Regions from separate parts of the Danio rerio genome. Here region 2 is linked to region 1. A link is a contact called in public Hi-C data. All regions are on one chromosome and are shown on one strand. Each heading gives the region's core, a stretch centred on a gene start, on an enhancer-like site or on the middle of the called end of the contact. The rest is flanking DNA. Distances are from core to core; before and after follow the strand shown.

Region 1 (5,973 bases), core at 3,430-5,929:
TCTGGCTCACCTCTTCCTGCAGGCCCAGTGCTGGCCAAAAGAACCACGCCTGAGCCCGATTCAGAGCACTCACACTTCTCAAACGATCCGGGAAACGGGCCTGGGCATGGTTCGGATAGCACAGTGTGAGTGGGCCCTAAAATAAAATGTAATATTGTAGTTGTTAAACTACATCAACATTTCCCCAAAACATTAAAATGGTGTTTAGTTTTCCTTCGTTCTCGATCAATACTTGCATCTGACCTGTCACTTTTCTAATACAGGCTGAATGGTGGCGCGGGAATGCAGGTATTGCACAATTACTCATTTCTGCAAATGTTACGAGTGCTTTATTTTAACACGAGAGCGCAGTCATGTACGTTAGTCGCAAAAACTGATTTGCGAGCTCTTAAATAAGCTTTTTTAAATGAACTGCAAGTCCTCTAATCATCACATGTGTGTTCAGACTGTATACAATCACGATCTCTTCGCTATTAAAGTAGGAATGATTTATCGTTGCTCCTTGACTAAATTTTGTCAAAAACGATCAAGTATTTAGAATTAGGTCAATGCATGACAGATGACAATGCTAACGGACTTCTTATTTGGCTGTATGGTGAAGTGAAACTACTTTTAGCAAAGGTGGATTTTTTTTTTTTTTAATTTCTTTATAACAAAAAAATTATGTTAGAAATGTTTCTGTTGAGGTATTTGTGTGATTTAATATCGCTATCCTGATTTCTGATTTCCTGATTTTCTGTCTTAAAGCATCATTAAATTGTGCAGGCATTACAGGTCAAAGCAATCTGTTGTTATTGTTTATTTATCAAAATAAACAATAAAACTTTTAAAACACTGCTTAGATAAATGTTGTCGTATTTCAAACACCTCAAGTTTAACAAAGTCATTTGTTTTATTATTTTGTTACTGACAGTGTACTTGTCTTTTTTGTAAAATTACTTTAGTTTAGATCTAGTGTAAAATAAAATTTCCATGTGATGTACAGCTATTTATGAAACAAATTTGCCATATTGTAAAGAAATATAGTGTAAAATATGTAAATAAGGCAAAATTTTAATTTTTTCATCATATGCTTTAATTAAACCTTTTAAAACTTGAACATATTGTTTAAAAAATGGACAAAAATGCGGTATAAAAATGTCTCTATGGCCTTATGGAGTATGAGGTAGTTTCGCCAGTGCTATTGAAAAAGATGAATTTTCATGAAAAGAAAAAATGACCATACTTCCTTTGTTAGTGCAAATTCCTATACATGTAGCTTTGTGATTTAAGCAATTAAACCATTCAAACAGGTTTACACTTAAAAAAGTGATTTCATTATAAAAATCTGATTTTTTGTTTCAAAAGTAACTAACTAGTACTTTTTGTAAAAGTATTTTGTACTTTTACCTAATATTAGTATTATTTACTAAAATTTGTATTATTTTAGCAGTGTAAATGTAAATTCCCATGCAATGTTGCTAAGAATACATAGTTGTTCCATACGATGCATGTCATTCTTGAAAATAAAAATAGGTGCTGGAAAAACTGCTTAAAAGTCCTTGATTTTCATTAGGCTGTGAGTGTATGAACCCTATCATATGTACATGCAACGTACTGTATATTTCAAAATTTGTCAGAAAAAAAAAAAAAAAAAAAAAAAAAAAAAAATATATATATATATATATATATATATATATATATATATATATATATATATATATATATATATATATATATAGCGTATATTTATGAGATCCAAAAAACATTTCCTGGTTTTAATGAATATAGGCTACTATGTTAATACTTTAGATTTAAGTAGAGCAGTTTTCTTTTTTTACTTTTTAAGAACAGTGCCATTTTAACTTTAAAAATCAGATTTTAATTTACACATTATTTTGTTTGTTTGTTTGTTTGTTTTTACCTGCAAGCACAGTTAATGTTCAAATTATTTATAATATTCAAAGTGGTTGAGAGTAATACATAGTCTTAATAATAGGAATTAATCTGCCTCGTTTTTGTTTTTTTTTTGCACAGCTGTAGCTGCATAATTAGTCCTACAACGCTACTTTTATTCAATACTGTTCATTATGGTAGTACTTGGAGAGACAGTTTTTTTCCAAGGTGGTACTTGGTGAAAAAAGTTGGAGAACCACTGCTCTAAGACATAGATCTCAAACTCGATTCCAGGACTACACTGTAAACCCCAAAGAGTTAAGGTAAACCATTTGAGGAAACCGATTGCAACAAATTATTTAAGTTCAAAAACTAATCCTAATGAGTACTGTGAAATTAATCTATTTGAGTAAAGGAAGCAATTTGAGCACATTAAAATTCAAGAAATGAAGTGAACTCAAACCAACTAAGTACTGTAAAACCCAATAAGTTAAGGCAACTCAAACCGTTTGAGGAAAACGATTGCTATAAACCATTCAAGTAAAAAAAAAAAAACTAAATCTGTATTGGTATTGTGAACTTACTCAATTTAGATTAAAGTAATGAGGTATTTAATTAACTAACCTTGAACACTGAGTTCAAAACTCTTTTCAAATTATTAGAATTAACTTTCAGTAAATTTTGAGTTAACTACACATTTCATTTGATAAAGTTGACTGTTGGGTTGGGTTGTTGTTTTATCCAATTTGATTTAATTACATTTATTTCTAATTCTATTCTGACACTTGTGTTATTTGGCAATATTTAAGTTTACAGTAATTTATTTTTTAGATAAGATTGCAAACATTTATTGTTCACTTGATGCTAACCCCTAAATTGTCAATTATAAGGCATTTACATTTTGGATTTTGCATGTTCTCCCTGTGTTCAGGTGGGTTTTCTCTGTGTGCTCTGGTTTCCCCCACAGTCCAAAAACATGCACTAGGTGAATTGAATAAGCTAAATTGGCTGTAGTGTATGTGTGTGAATGCAAGAGTCTATGGGTGTTTCCCATTATTGGGTTGCGGCTTGAAAACTATCCGCTGCGTAAAACATGGGTAAGTAGGTGGTTCATTCTGCTGTGACAACCCCTGATTAATAAAGGGACTAAGCCAAAAAGAAAATGAATGAAAAAGTCTAACATTGTTTATGGTAATTAGTGAACATCTTATAGGACACTTTAGTAAATATGTCCTACATTAGATTTGTATATCTACAAATATGTCAATATGTGTTTTTTTTTTGTTGTTTTTTTTTAACTCGAAACAGGTTCTTTATGAGGAGTATGTTTTTTTTTTTTTTTTGTCATTTAACATTTATTACATGTGATCATAAATAAATTGTAACATTCAATTGCTACACTATTCAATTTACAAAAAGTTAAATTAACAAATGAATAATGAATACATCTGAAAAATAAAGGAACTTAACTTATCTTTCAGCAAAATCTGTATTTCATCAACAATGAATCAGTGCAATGCTATGCAAACTAAAAAAAATAAAAGGTCTGTCGGGTGTCCTTTTGAAGGAAATTCACAAAGTAGCTTCTTAAAGTTCTCAATTATGAGGGTGAGAAGCTAGCAGCATGTGTTAAAGAGGCTTGAGAGTGTGGCTGCTGATGGGGAAATGATCACGTTATCTGGGAATGCCAGCAGACTGTCAGGTTGGCTTTGGCTGGCTGTCTGTGCTGCTGTCCTCTGGCTCTTCCAGGACATCTGCTGCACGCTGAGGCCATGCTGCATCTTAATACTGATCTCCGGCCTGCTGGTAGCCTGTTTATATTAATTGCCCTTGCCTCCTTCGCTGTTTGCCACTGATTACTCTCATTAATTTCAATTCCCCATGAACCACCGCCCCCATACACCCCCCCCCCTCTCTTCCCCAACACCCAACTCTCTCTCTCTCCCTTTTTCTCTCCATGACATCAGAACACAGACATTTGGATGCAGTTAGTGGCTGTTAAGAGTCAGCGTCTACTTTGTTACCAGTATGTGTCTGAAATTTTCATGAAAGTTTAGTGAAAAAGATTTAGTTTTAAAAAATTTAGTGGTAACATTTACTGGCAAGCCATGTTTTATTTGTTAACTTAAATCCCTACACTCTTAATGTGTATCTGTCAATGAACTTTAATGCCTTGTGAACTAACCTAATCAAGAATAGAATTGTTTGCTGTAAATTGTAATCAATTTATTTATTTTGATTTCAAATGATTATTTTTTTTGTAATCTTATGCTTATCAGCAGTTAACAAAACAAAATGTTACATGTTAAAAGTTCTTTCAGTAAAAGTTTTTACAACATTACTTCAAAAGAACAGCATTTCCTTGCTTTTTTCTTTTTTTGTGTGTGTATTGTTGCTTATTTAAATAATAAAATTAAGAAAACATTGATGAGCATTTATTTTTTATTTGTTGGTCTCAAACATGTAAACTTTACTATTTTGACTCACATTCACCTACAGGCTTAAAGAAATCTGTGGGATGTTTGATTCATATTCATGCTGTATTGACTATGGTGATTTCAAACATGGTTGAAGAGGTACGATTTTATAACTGTTTACTCTGAGGTGGTCACCATTAAGTCAGAGCTCATAAAACATTCTTTAATTCCATGTTTTATTTCTCACTCATTGTTTTTCTCACAGCTTTTACATGGCCCAGCTGTGTTGGTCTCCTGCTTTGTGTTTGTCACCTCAGTCTATAGCCATTCTGGGAAAGTGAGTGTGTAGGAATGATTCATTTTACAGCAGTACTGTTACTGGCCTCATGAGGGTGACACTTCAGGGGTCAGTGCTTTTTTGGCAAAGAAAAACACTCCCACCCGCTGAAGCTCCACTTCCGATCAAAGACCTAATCCAATTAGAGCAGAGTATTTTTACAGAGGAACTATAATGGCAAAAGTTAATTTGCCAACTGAGGTCTGTTGTACTGCAGCCCTTCTTTGCTCAGAAAAAAGGACATTTCGCTATGATATCCTTTCGTAGTTTATTTACCCAAGGAAGTCTGTAATTGCAGTAGAAAGTATCCCTGAAGTTTTAGAAGCATATTTTTAGGCAGTCACCTGAGCCATAAATGTCTTGTGATCAATAACTCTAGAGGCACATAAAAATAAAATAATTAGCTACTAGCAGCCGACAGAGAATATATACTGTACATACATTACTGTTCAAATGTTTGAGATTTTGAAATAAATCAGTACTACTAGCCAATCTTCATTTGATCAGTATTTTTAAAATAATTTTCTTATTACAATATGAGCTATATTTAAATCAAATCACTGGTCATTTTAGTTGAAGTCAAACTGTTTGTTAGAACAAAGTCAATATACAGTTCATTTCAAACTGAAGCATTTTTTTTTTGTGCTGCAGAGATGTAATATGATCAAATTGAATACTTAATTAGTTAGTGAAGCATGGTCTGCCGCATTTGATCATTTGAAAGGAATGCAGAGGAAAATTATGGACACCAAACTCAGTTTGTTTAGCTCCAGCTGTAAGGTGCGTGTCTCAGCTTGGCCCAATAGTTTTGTTGCTGACATTTAGGAATGTCTTCATTCATCCTCATCTAGCTAGGCCCTTGGGCATCCCCTTTTTTATTTCCCATGGTGCTCCTGTAAACCAAATTCTCAAGCCCAGAAAAGCACAGGAGAGAACTGCATCTGTCAATACATCATCGTGAGAGCCAGTTGGCAGCACACACAGCAGAGATCAGCAAGTAAGTGTCAGCATGTTTGTTTTTTTACCTCCTGATTCAGTCTAAGATTCAGCCGAAAGTCTTAATATCGCTATGCCACATACCGAGTGCACAAAAATAACCTGTTTTTTTCTTCACTTTTTTTCTTTTCTTGTCTTTTCTTTTTAGATCACATGTTTTTTTTTTTTTTTTTTTTGTGGTATTGAGTTGTACTTGTTTGTTTTTATTGACACAGCACTTCTGTACTACCTGGAAAGGTTAATTCCTTTGGACTAAATTGTAATAGCTATTAAAAATAGTTATTTTGAGCTTAATAATATTAATAAAATAACTATCTTGCAAAAAAGAAACAACATAAATTATAGAAA
Region 2 (5,944 bases), core at 525-3,024, 210 kb after region 1:
GCTCTATGGTGTAAATCGCACTCAAAGAGACATCAATAATCAGAATATGAACCTCAATAATGGTGACAATAAATTTAACAAAATTAACAGTTTAACTCACAAACAGGCAACTGAAAGTCTAAACATAAACAACAGCAGAATCAAACACAAATAAAGAAAACCGTTAGACCATTATACAACACTTATTTATACCGCAATGCATGCTGGGATATTTGTACACTGCCACTCCCAGCATGCATTGCAGCATGAAACATTTGAGATGTTACCATTGTTGAGATACAAGGTCAGATTCATGAGGTCTGGGTGTGTATTTGTCATAACTGAACTGTTTTTGTATGTTATTTCTTAACTGTTAAGTAATTTCAGAGGTATCTTTTCTGTTTCCACTTCTCATTAATTAAATTCATACCTGCAACTAAGCATAAAATCTATTGCATGAGGCTCTTCATCCAGATTTATACCAAAACATTTATCAGAACTAATTTCAGATAAATAGACTTCTCTATTTATTGACTTCCCAACTTTATTGCTATAGTAAAAACGTTTTGTAAACTCTGTATTATAGCAGTTGGAAAGTCTTCTTAAATGAGTTCAAGGGTGAAGAACCCAACTAAATCAGCCCCTCACTCCATTACGGTGACACAAAAAACACCTTAATTTCTGTTGGATCTCAATGAGAATTGTATGGACGTCAAATCAGTCAGTAATAAGTGTGTCTGCTGTTGTTTGTGGAGTTGTTTAATGATCCTCTGCTGAAACTGAAGGTGTTTTATTTTATTTTATTTTATTTTATTTAATGTTGTAACTCAAGTCACTGTTTGTGTTTCTTGTTTATTTTCTTCAGTAATTGTAATTATTAGCAGCAGGTGTTCATCAGTGTCTGAATTCACTCATTAGTGTTCATTAAAACTGTCAGGTGAACTATATTAGTTAACTAGTGTATGAAATAGTGAACAAGGACACAAAGCGTGATTTCAAACACAGACTTCAAAACATCGAATCTGAACTCACAGTTCACAGTTTTCTGCAGTTGGTTACTTTCTCGAAAACAAAAATGTTACCCAGAAAGCACTGTTTTTAACAGAATATTACTGTTTTAGTGAAAAAACATTATTTTATCGTAGAATCTGACCGTTTTTTAACAGCATTTTTTTACAGTGTAACAATATAACAATATAACAATATATATATATATATATATATATATATATATATATATATATATATATATATATATATATATATATATATTACTTTACTGCTTATGCCAACTAATGTTATATTTTGTTAGATAATATTCAATATGTCTACATTTTAAAACGTTGTAATAGTGTGCAGCAGTATTTTTTAACCAGCTTAATAAATTAGGTTCATGTTGTTATTTGCATTATTTGGCTACTTCCTATAAACACAGAACGATGCAAGTTTGACCATAACGTCTATTTGCCCAAACAAAGCAGCGTGTTTATATGTCGAGCTGCTGCATTCAGGCTTCCTCTAACAAATGGGTGAGCTTAGTGTTGCTTTTTTAAGCTAAGGAAGTGCATAAATACCTCTGTGTGACATATAGTAACTGGAATTTGATGAGCTGCCTCGAGTGTTTTTGTCTTCTCTTCAATTTCCGAGAGATGACATGACCTCTGTTGAACCTGCCGGTCTAATAAACGGCGCTGTCTGGTGTGTAGGACCCAGCGAAGAAGGGAAGCTCCCGGTGAGAACTGAGGAGAGAGCGAGAGAGGGAGAGAGAGACTCCTCCTCGTCTCCGGTGTCAAACTTGACATCAGCCTCAGAGCCGAGAATGGTAACTTGTGTCGGAACAGAAGCCCTCACATGAGTGGCATGCTTCATGGAGTTATGTACCTTGCGTTGCCCCCTGATCTGATATCATGGATTGCAAAACCTTAATACTTTTTCTTTTTTTCTTCACGCTTATTTCCAGCGCAGATTTCATTATTCATCCGTCCAATGAAGGTAAGATAACGTCTGGAGTGAGAGACATTACATGCTCATCAGTGCTTACTGTAGCGTCTAGTAGACTGTGCCCTTTATATATTAGTTGACTTGGGCTTTATTTGCATTTCTTTTTAACATTTTTATTCTTTTTTTTTTTAAATATGCGATTTGGGTGCAATTGGTATAGTTACCTGCTTTAGCCTACCTCCGACGCTCATTCAGTAAGCCGCGGCGAATTTGATAAAGGGTTAAACCTTCGCTCGTTTACTTTTTCAGACCAGCTGTTCCAAATGGACCGATTAATTCTGCGAATCAATATTTTCGCGTTTCTTCGCGAGACGCACTGGCTTGATTTTGCGAGAAATGGCTACAAATGCATCGCTGCAAATGCAACTTTTAGGACTGTTTTTATTGTTTGATAACGACACTCGTGTGCGTCGTGATGAGAGCATATTTTGAGACCATCGATCTGATGGGAAAGCACGGACGCGCACCGGCTGAGAAATCCAGTTTTAAAATCATTTAGGCTAAGCACAGCGCATAGTCTTTCTAAAGACTACACCATAGACTCTTTTTGAATTTGCTGCATTTTCACGTTTTTTTTAATGAATAGGCTACATTTCTTAAATGTGTTCTTCTCATACACTGACGAAATGTAACATGCACTTTAAGTGTGCGCGCTGCGTTTGTTTGCTACACTTGCATCTTGGTGTAATAGCCACGCAAAACTTAGTGATACTTCACTTCAAATAGTCTTCTGATAATTGGGTGCCTGCATGTAGCCAATCCACATGTTTATTTTTGTTTTATTCATTCATGTTTTGTACAAAAAACACTTTGATTTAACCTTAATTATAATTTAATAATAGTGTTTATATTGCCATAAGAAATTGACTATGAGTGGCTTCTTTTTTTTTTCTTCTCAAAAATAGAGTTTACCGACGTTGTTTAAAACTGTGCGTGTCAATTGCCGGTGACAAGATGAGTAGTTAACAAGGTTAGCATATTGGATTAAGCTTTTACAGATTATTTTATTTTATATTTTCAATTACATATAGCCGTATGGGATAATCTGATGAAGTACTTTAAAGGCCCAAACAAACTCATGAGATTTTAAAATAAAGTAATGAGATCAGGCTACAATCAAAAAGTGTCATAAAACAAAGTTGTGCGAAACTTTATATCTAAGCCTAAAATAATTAAAATAAAGTTTCTCCTTATTTAGTTTTTCTAACAAAGTTAGTATATTTCTTGTAGGCCTGTATTATTATTTTATATTATTATTATTATTATTTTTACATCTAAATCTTTATCTTGCTCTTTTGTGCGACGGGAATCGAGATATACACAGATCTTAAGAACGTAGGTTATACTTGTAGGTTAGATTTAAATTGATTTTATTTTCCTTCAAATGAAAGGGAACCCTGTTTGTCTACGCGTAGGATGTCAATAACAGCTTTGTTCACAGTGATTAGATTTGTCCCGTTCGGAACTGAAGTTTTTATAGTCGCTCGGGGAAATGTTTGACAATTTAAAAATCTTTGTATAGTAGGCTATCACCCTATGCGCTTACTGTACCTTATTCAGGCCTGTGCCCCAAGTGTTCTTATTAAAGGCCTAATTAGAAAAGGGAGAGCGATTTTCGCTCATCATACTCAACACTTGTTAAGTGAGGCAGAAAATTGAAAGTTTGTTAATATAACTTCTTATTATTCTGATGATATGCAAGGTTGTTTTGTATTGGAATATAAAGTTTTGCACAAGAGTGTCCAGACTGATCTGTGTAGAAAGATACGCATTGTTCAGGTTGTCACCTCAAGGGTATCTTTCTGATGTTTCAACTCTCTGTTCTGTAACGGAGCGGGTCTTTTCCCCCTCTCATTTTGTGATTTATGGGCTGTGAATTACCTTTTGCTCAAATAGTATCTAATGGGACGTGTTTTTCACCAGAGAGTGTCAGTATAGAGCCACATCCATTGAAATAATTTTGAGCAAAGTGTTTTATGCAGCTTGCAGTTCTTTTATCAACCCAAACGTCTTTTTATGACCCCCATTATGAATAGAATATTTAAAAGCAATATTATTTTTTTAATTAAGTAATATTGAACGTGTTAAGCAAGTTTTAAACAGTTCAATGACCTCCAATTACGGCCACAAACCGAAAAGCAATTTCAATCTGCGTCGATTGAATTGCGCTTCTTTATGGTGATCGTATGCGTTTTTATTAATGTTTATATCTAACAAAATTCTTAAGAAAATACAATTGCAGTCAGTCATTCAGAATAATATAAAAAAAAAAAAAACGGATGAGACTCATAAATCTTTTCAGAGAAATGTGATTCAAAGGTCATCAATGTGAAACAAGAATCAAAAGGACTTTCTCCCTTTTTCCAGAAAATAATTTGTAATATAGACATATTTTTCCCATTTATGTATTTTTTTATTTGTAATAAGCTAAAATTCATAACTTTCTTTTGCTCCAAAAAAACAAAGCCCGCATTCTTGACTTAGGACTTTTTAGATCCACTCGGACTGAAATTAGCCTATTTACTACATGGACCAAGCCCTTTACCCCTACATCAGGTTGTACAAAAAGAAGAATAATGATAAAAACTTTAAAGTAAAAAGCTTTATTGCATATAATGAATTTTAACAACCAAAATCTTAAAGGGCGCATTGCATTGCGACCTGATTTGTGTCGGTCCCCGTGTGTTGGCTCTTATATTATAAAATCGTTATTATTATTTATTTTTTAAGATGAAGGGAATAATTAATGCAAGCCTACTTTTCATTGTATTTTAATTAAGCATGATTTAGCATTGCACTTTATTTAAACCCGTTGTTATCAGGCTTGTTAATGTTTGGGACAATTCAAGAAATGAAAAGTACACTATACAACTAAAGACATATTATAATTATAATACATAAACATATTGCATAATAATATTAATAATAATAATAATAATAATAATAATAATAATAATAATAATAATAACAATAATAATATTAAGAAGAAGAAGAAGAAGGAGAAGCAAAAAGTTATTTTAATATTTTACTGATTAACTAAGCTTTGAATTGTATGTTAAATCTAAGGTAATTTGAGATATTTGTAAGATATTCTGTTAAATATACAAGCAGCATAGCAATTTATAATTGCATTTTGTTCTTAAAAGCTGCGTAAAAATACTTGAGGGCTTTTTAGTAGGCCTTGAGTTCTGTTGTAATAGAACAGATAAAAAATCATATATTTTTCTGTTTTCTTTCTGAACACATTGTTTCATTTATTTTTAATCCTGATATATATTTTTACCAGGATGTTTGTTTATTTATTTATTTATTTATTTATTTATTTATTTATTTATTTATTTATATATCTATTTATTATTGTCTTTTTTAATACTATAAATTATGCTAAGGTTTCTTGAAGTAAAAAAACGTTTGCTTATTAAAATGGCCTATCTTAAACTTTTTGTTTAAAGTTTTTAATAAATAGTGGTGAGTATCTTAATTAGCACAGTGTCTAAATTAATATTAAAACATACACACATAACAGGAAAACCAGCAAACTAATAGCTTCTTTTTTTTGTATCTAGGCATACTGCCTACTGAAACAGTTTTCTCTTTAAAGAAGCCAATTATAATTTTTGCTATTTTTGGGCTTAAACAAGTTAAGTTTGTGGTGGGTAAACTTTTGAAACCGATCTACCGATCTAATACATATGGTCCATTCTACCATCAGTACACTCACGGCAGACCGTTTTTCTGAGTATATGGGACCACGTTGACCACATCCTTACAGGATGATTTCAACAAAATAACAAAAAGTCTCATTGAAAAATCCCAGGAAATCTTCACAAAGCCGATCAGCTCCAAAATGAAGCATCTGCCAAAAACATAAATACAGATGTAAACAAATCATACAGCACAATTACGTTACTAGGGTTTCCATTTTCTAACTTGTGGCCAAAATGGCGCAGTATGCAAGCCACAA

The links. Hi-C and Micro-C count contacts between places; a contact is called where the count stands out from the background.
Region 2: a contact with region 1 is called in a Hi-C map of an unstated tissue, with 5 times the contacts expected there. The contact joins the promoter of epha3 here to the enhancer-like site in region 1. A contact is called at or near these places in 2 of 18 Hi-C or Micro-C datasets (caudal fin and an unstated tissue) and 1 of 4 datasets of contacts at active chromatin or transcription factors (embryo).

What each region holds. Positions count from the first base shown.
Region 1 is chr9:17,805,947-17,811,919 of GRCz12tu, forward strand. No RefSeq gene overlaps it. Among named protein-coding and RNA genes, the nearest start is that of si:ch211-261p9.4, 12 kb to the left of the region's middle. Within about 2 kb of position 4,680, at least 13 of the 62 cell types and tissues checked have an H3K27ac peak or open chromatin away from gene starts, as enhancers often do.
Region 2 is chr9:18,017,342-18,023,285 of GRCz12tu, forward strand. It overlaps epha3 (eph receptor A3), which reads left to right and starts at 1,775. Exons shown (of 17, transcript NM_001365172.1): 1 at 1,775-1,971. The coding sequence starts at 1,887.